Linked DNA regions of Bombyx mori: region 2 is linked to region 1. The links are chromatin contacts, called in public Hi-C maps. All regions are on one chromosome and are shown on one strand. The core of a region is the stretch at or near the end of the contact, and the rest is flanking DNA. Distances in the headings are between cores, read along the strand shown. Region 1 overlaps LOC101746048 (fasciclin-3). Region 2 holds the start of LOC101746048 (fasciclin-3).

Region 1 (3,815 bases), core at 418-2,917:
CATGTTTATATGTGTGGTATGACGGTGGTTTATTAACTGTTGAACATCTGTGAAAGTGCACAAATGTGGGAAAATTAAACAAAGCCGCTGGACGTAACTTCTCGGGATCTACCAAAAAATCCACTGAAAAAATCTCAGTAATTGACCACCATTTGTACTGAGATTATATTTCATCCCATATCATTTCATTTAATTTCATCCCAGTCGATTAATGTCTCAAATTAATCATCTTCATTGCATTTAATTTCAGACCATATTATCATTATCCATAAAAATAAGAATATAAATTAAAATAAGACATGACTTAAAGGTCTTAGTTACCAGGTCATAAAATTTCTAAAATAATATTTAAAAAACGGTAATCTATGCTATATTTCGTATACTATAAATCATATAGTAGTGATTTCATATCATATGTAAACGGTATATATCTATTTATTGTATATTTATGTATTTTGTTTAATAATGTATTATTAATATGTACACCGCAACATACCTGCTGTATCTTTATCATTTTCAGAATTTCCGTAAATAAAACAGTTGTCTGAAAGAGATCGCTTTTAGCGACAAGACCGCCTATTGTACAAATATATCTGCATATTGATTGCTTTTTTGTCTTATAAATCGACGAGGCTGCACGCATGAAAAATTGTCACGTTCCGCCCTAGCTTGAGCGTGCGAGCGAGAGTGCGGAACAAGCGATAGAGAGACACGATCGGCCCAAGCGTTGGCTTGTGACACATCTCTCTCTCTTCTCACGTGACGTCAGAGCTAGATAAAGTTTATTCTCTCTCTCTCTCTCTCTGTAATCTGATATGGATATACTTCTCTACTACTACACCGAGACTTTTATGCTTAGTCTGAAATAACAGTTCTCAGTTTTCTGTAAGCTACCAGATTATACTTGTTTCATGGTACCAGTCCGTACGGGCGCGGCACGCACCAACATAACACTATTACAAAATCATCCCTCAATACAGGGGCTCGTAATTGTTTGGTAGAGCCCCGCGTTATTGAGCACTCAATAAAATCAGTTTAGGATAGCACACCCCTGAGGCGGTTGAGCAATTTGTCAGCGATTGCGGTCGTATCCCGGTCTCTCTAATAGACGAATGGTTAATGTGTAAGATTTAGAGTAAAAAATCCTTTATTAGCTTCAATTAGCTGCCCAGAAATTATGCGTTCTAGATAAAAGACTGATTATTTAATGGTAATTGAGTCTTCGTAATGTGAGACACCCCCGGCCAGGTGGAGGGATGCGAAGATCCGCAAGAAATGATCGGGGAAAGCCGAAAACTCCTAAGTAAATTAGAAGAGGCAAGAGAATTATGCTGATGTTGAGTCTTGGAACTCATGTTTCGATGTAAATGTCTTCCACAGTTGACTCAGCGTATCAACACCGGCTGCTTAGTAAAATTATTAGAATCCTTGTCATTTACATGACATACCATTACGACCCTACAAATTGGGGTAGACAGAAAATAATAACGAACGGTTCATAGCTTTGCAAGATCGTTTCGATGCTCGGGGGAGTTGATAAGCGCATTACTTGATTAGATATTTGACTGGAGTCTTTTTTTATTGCATTAGATGTTGTAGCGTGCAACATTAGCACACCAAGTCGCACTCGGGAATCATCGGGAGTTTTCGGGTGCGATCGGAATAACAGAACACGCAGCTGTCACTAGATGTCACTGTCAGTCAACAAACAATACTACTATATAGGTCTATGAACAATACACGGTAAGGTTCATAAACATCCTAAATGTTCAATTTATTTCCACACGTCAACTCTCACTTCTTACGCTCCATAAATAACGCTATAAATGGATAGCCCGTGACCTATGATGTAGTAAATAGTCGTCAAGCTAGTTGGATCTTTAATATTTGTAATACAGAAGCACAGACGGCCGACGATATCACTGAAAATATTTTGGGAATTAATTTTATCTTTGTACGGGCTGATAAAAACTGACAAAAAAATTGTTTAGTTTTTGTCATAACGAAATATTGTGAGTTAAAAAGTGTAACGCGCACAATACATGGTCGGTTATATATGGTGTGTTATACATGTATACGTAACATTAGTGTGTCGATGACGCGAACCCATAAGATTTTCCTCTACCAAAAAGTGTTCAACGCGTCTGGGTCGTTTTCAATTTTGCGGCCAAAAAAGTAACGATTTCATTAATTTAAATTTTCTCTAATTTTCCATTTTTTTGTAATCAGGCATGTTCAAAATTAAAAGTGCTTCATCATAATGAAGTCAATCACTCATTTATTGATAATATTATATATTAATCATTTATATTTTTCCTTTTACGCATTTGATAACGCCAACACGGATGACAATTTAAATAGGAACTTTTTTTAAAGCTTAGAAATCGAACTTATTTGTTTTTGATAAGCTTCTAATAACTGGTTAGTTTTCCTTTATTATTGTATTATATACTGATTAAATAATATTGCCGAATTTCAACACGCTTTACTGGAAAAATAGCAAACAAGTTAGATTTTTAATTACGAACCAGTGATACGTATGAGATTTGGGGTAGTTTTTAATGTAGAACTCCTAATTTAATGGTGTTTAGGAATATATAGTTATAGGACCACGGGTCTGTTGTCATGTCAATTACGGTAACATTAAGGTTATGAGAATTAAATCAAATAACTCGTTTTTGACCCCAAATTTGAAAATGATCCGTCTCAAGAAAAGGTATTATATCGAAATTACAAACGGACGATTTTATTTTATTTATCTCTATTGATTTCCGACAGTTCAATTTTGAGTGAAGAACTTTAAACTTAAAATGTAATAGTTAAACTTTCTAGAACAGTTCGCTCAATGTATTTCTTTATTCTAAAGATAACATTGATCACTCAGTGTAACGCCCGCTTATTCAATCAATTTTGTTTGGCTTCTCTTAACAACAGTCAATTATTTAAAATACTTTCCTCAGACGAGACCCCAATCCTCTTGCATCCTCTTGTGTTGCATTCGGAGACGTTTTTAACAAATCGCTTTTCCCTTTCTTTGTCGGGTGTCATGTTATTATTATTTTACAATTGTAATTATATTTAACTTTCTCAGCCATTGTTTATTTATATGAGAAACTAACACAATGTATACACGGAAACTAAAGATAGGTTGACAAAAACCAAATAAGTTTCCATTGCTAACACAACGCGTGAGTAAGATAGTCAAGAAGAATAAATGAAATTTACAAATAGGTAAAACAATGATACAAAAAATAATACACTGAAACTAAAATACGGATCTGTATCATCTTAAAAAATATATGTTATGTATGCTACTAGTATTTTTGGCGAAAACGGTCTTCGGACAGCGACAGACGCATTAGCTTTTGTAGTTATCTCGTTACTTAGAAGCTTCTCGAACTAATTTAGGGAACAGAACAAAGCTTTCAATGAGTCCCCGGAGTAAGGGACCGCTGTGAACCGGCGGGATCCAGTTCCAGCCAGTTCGTGCTAGGCAAAATTAGTGGATTAAAAGCATTATATCAATAGTTTCACATAGACGTAATGACGACTCAACTGCGTGAAGCAGATCCCGGGTTTCACGGGCACTAAACACTTGTTTCTCTTTATTGCACAGGTTGGTTAGCGATCCGGTGATAAGTCGCCGGGGCTTAAAATTAAATATTTGTGATGCCTAATGTTAAAGTACCAGCTGCCGAACAATTCGTCTCATCCTTGAAACGATGAAGGATGCTACTTCCAGAATCAGGCAGGACTATACCTCACTCACAATATGCCCTAAACCAGCCAATTCGAGTTCTGTATCTGGATGACGA
Region 2 (3,888 bases), core at 1,299-3,798, 66 kb before region 1:
ACATTTATTTTTGTAATTAAAGGTCCATTTTATTTGGTATTAGCATCAACAATTCTAATTTTTTAAATTGAACTTCAATTAAGTTTACCCCATTAGCTAAGCTAAGCATTAGATAAGCTATTTTTTCTAAATTTAAAACTTTAAATGGCTTTTTTATTTTAATTTTTTATTGCATAGGTGGGTGGACGAGCTCACAGTCCACTTAGTGTTAAGTGGTTACCGGAACCCATTGACATTAATAACGTAAATGCCGTCATTCAGCTTGAGATATGAGTTCTAAGGTCTCAGTATAGTTACAACGGCAACCCTTCAATCTGAAACGCATTACTGGTTCACGGCAGAAATAGACGAGGTGGTGGTCCTACCCGTGCGGACTCACCAGAGGTCCTACCACCAGTAATCTGTGCATTTGCAAAAGTCCTGTAAAGTTGCAAAAATGTCGCTTAAACTAAATAGCTTTTTTCTCCTCGATATGATTGTTATGAAAAAGATTCTTGAAAATTCTTAGACGTTCATTGCATAAGACCGTCCAGTTATGACGGTGCTGTGAACAGAGCGCTCCCATTTGTACAATTAGCGTTGATACAGTAAGTTTACTTTCACGAAAGCTTACGAATCAATTTATAGCTTACTCCGTGACCTGAGTCGGAAGTATCACACGCGACTCGACCACGGAATCGCTTGTTCGTAAGTCAAAGTGTACTCCAGTAACCACTTAACACCAGGTGGGGCTGTGAGCTCGTCCACCCATGCAAGCAATAAAAAGGGGGTTTATAGTAAATTTAATGGATAATTAGGTAATGAGTTAATTTGTTAAAATTTTACTTTAATCTGTCCTTTTAACCCTTCGACTGCCATGTAGGTCACCGGTACCCTACGGCGCACTGAAGTAATTATGTCGATTTCTGTATGTACCTATGTTTTAATATTTTAGGTATCTTTGAAATAGATTCATACTCAGTATGTTTGGATTCGTCTTTCCCAGTATCTACTAGATATTTCGGCGCTTTAGTAGCCGAAATCGATTAATTACTTGAGTGCGCCGCGTAAGGCACCAGTGACCTACATGGCATTTAATGTGTTAAAGAGCTTTCGATCAAAACATAAGATGTCAATTAAATACTAATCGTTATATGAACACCTACTAGTAATGGAGAAAACATACTATTTCAATACTAATCGTTATAAGAACACCTATTAGTAATGGATTTTAGTTTCCCGCAGACTAACTGGACATCGACAATAGTAGCAGCAGATTTTCTTCACCTACAAAACAGAAATGAGCTTTTATGTTTTTAATTTATCCCGGTGCCTAATTCTGTGGTCTCACAAAACTATTACATACTTTAAAGTTTATATGAGATCCTTACGTTTAAGGTCTACCTGATCCTTCAAAAGTCACGTCCAATTTATTCTAAGATTAGAATATCCAGTCGGAAGTTAATAGAATAACACCGTTTTAACCTTCAAGCGCGCATTGTTTATAGCAAAAATAGAAAGGCGGTAACATCTACTGACCCACGTGAGCCTGTTGATGTCATGAGCATTGCCCACTCTTAGACTTAGCGTTACTCACGAATGTAATAAAGAAATGAGAAATAGTGAAATAACGTATTGTCCAGTTGCGGCGTCATAGAACACTTTTTGAATCTTTCGAGCGAAACGTCGTTCAACACGAGCACGGCCGAGTCTTGCCGACGGAAACCGAACGGACGATGAAAGCTGTTGCGCTTTGGAGTTGCCATTTATATTTAATTTTGGAAATTTGTAGATTTTATTTAACGTGGACTGCTTTGAGATTTTCTTCAACAGTGGACTGTGTTTTATATTTTAAAAACATAATGAATGATAGAGACGCTTGTGTTTAATCGTGGCCTGATGATATACACCAGCGACTCAGTGTCTAAGCTCATTAATTGAATAGTTAGCCGCTTATTTTTTTGCAGCCATATGATCAAACAGCTCACTTGATGGTGAGCAGTGTACATATTACACAGACATTACCAATGGTATTGCGCACAACGACTTTACTGGCTATTAAACATGACACCATAAGAACTATTAATTAACTATTAAATTTGAAAACGGACAGAAAAAAAGACTTTTTTTAATAAACCGAACATATTTTTCAATAAATTGGAGAACCCGGTTCATTTCTAGAGCTTTTTTCTGGTCTTGATGGAAAAAAACGTATGCCCGCCCGCATCGAGATCAAAGTTGTTTTGTTGGAAAAATAAAAGAATAATTGGGATTAAACCATCACATTAGATTAGGTCTTACGTCGTTATAGATAAAGACTTGGAAAGCTAGCTTCTGTTAAAAAATTCTTTAAAATCTAGAATTTAAAAATATAATTTGAAGGGTTGTTTGATAACGATCTAATATTAAATATGAAACCTCATTATGTCTATATTGTGACGCGCACTAAAACTTTACTCACCAGTCCGATCGAACAAAACACAAAAACCCAACATTTTCCAAGAAAAAACACTATCTATCTCATAATCAAAACTCAGCAACACCGGGTAACTTTTTTTGAACGCGAACTAGTTTGACGCTAGCGTTTATGGTGATAGGTTGTATTTGACTCGCGCGCGTTCGTACTTTTACGCGATCCTCGGGAAAACCGGTTTGAAAGTGAGGTGTGGCGTGGGCGATTGTGGTACCGCGTTCGACCGTAACCAAAAAAAAAGAGAAAAAATACATGAAACTACCGACATTCGTGTAACAAAAACTATTTGAGGAGTAAAAGTGAATTGCCGTTGGATATCAGAATCGAGGCAGGTAATCTATCAGATAAATTTATTATCTTTTGTATTTTAAAGTTAAAGCATGCGAATAGCAACTTGTGTAGGTAATAAAATTACGCATTCTCCACCAATCTTAGTGTTTATTTGTACAAAATAGAAGGATTGTCGTTAATGTTGGCATAAAGACTCTTTACATGGTTTCAAAGTGGGTCGGCTGCGATATTCGTGACGTGATGATGTACAGTGTACGGCAAAATATTGTACTACCTAATAATTAAAATTTACATGGAAAATCTTGTCTGGGTATCAGTATGAAAGTATTATAGAGAATTGAAATTTTATTTTAAATCGGAGCGCCTCTGTGAGGTCTAATGAGTCACTGTCATTAGTTCTTTGTGTTGATTTGAGTCAAATATAACATTACGTTGATACTTGAATTGTTTTGGTTTGTTAAAATTATGCCTTGGATTTGTAAGCTAAAATAACTGTGGTCTATTGACATGTCGATCTCACGTATCAAGCTTCTGCTCTGATATCGATGGCTGTTTAAGCAACACCATTAAGGAAATAAAAGGCCAGTGCAGTCAATAGTCAAAGCGGTCGTGTTTTATTTCGGAGACAGGTGGTCAACGGGCCGTCTATCTACCTGTGTTTTTTTGGAGGGTAGTTTTTTCATTAATTTGTCTTTCAAGATGTCTGTGATAGGATTGTTAAACTTTAAGGTAATTTCGTGAATGACAGCTTCGAAATTTTAACTGTTTGAAACGCTTTAGATGTGAAAACATCAAAATTAACATCATGTAAAGTAAATTTTGAGTTCATTGTTCAACTGTATAATACAGCATATAGGTAATATCTTTTATTGAAAATAGACTTATCGCTTGTGTGGTTGTCCACCTTAATGCTCTCAATAACACTCAATTTCAATTTAGTTTTCAGTTATTGATAAGTTGGACACGAAGAAAACGAAGGTTTTCAATAGCATTTAAAATGAAATGTACAAGTATTTATTCAAATAAGTTTGGATGGGATTAATGTTCGTTTTCGTAAATAGGTTGAGAGAGAGATAATTAGTTAATAGAGACGAGTCACGTAAGATTTATCTGGCTAATAAAAGCGACATTAGGTACTTGGTGCG

The links. Hi-C and Micro-C count contacts between places; a contact is called where the count stands out from the background.
Region 2: a contact with region 1 is called in a Hi-C map of whole pupa, with 3 times the contacts expected there. The contact joins the promoter of LOC101746048 here to the enhancer-like site in region 1. A contact is called at or near these places in 4 of 7 Hi-C or Micro-C datasets (midgut and whole pupa).

The regions. Positions count from the first base shown.
Region 1 is chr23:21,210,998-21,214,812 of ASM3026992v2, reverse strand. All of the region lies in intron 2 of LOC101746048 (fasciclin-3), which reads left to right. Among protein-coding and RNA genes, the nearest start is that of LOC101745761, 23 kb to the right of the region's middle. Within about 2 kb of position 1,667, at least 6 of the 8 cell types and tissues checked have open chromatin away from gene starts, as enhancers often do.
Region 2 is chr23:21,277,609-21,281,496 of ASM3026992v2, reverse strand. LOC101746048 (fasciclin-3) reads left to right here and starts at 2,548. Exons shown (of 13, transcript XM_062675465.1): 1 at 2,548-2,784.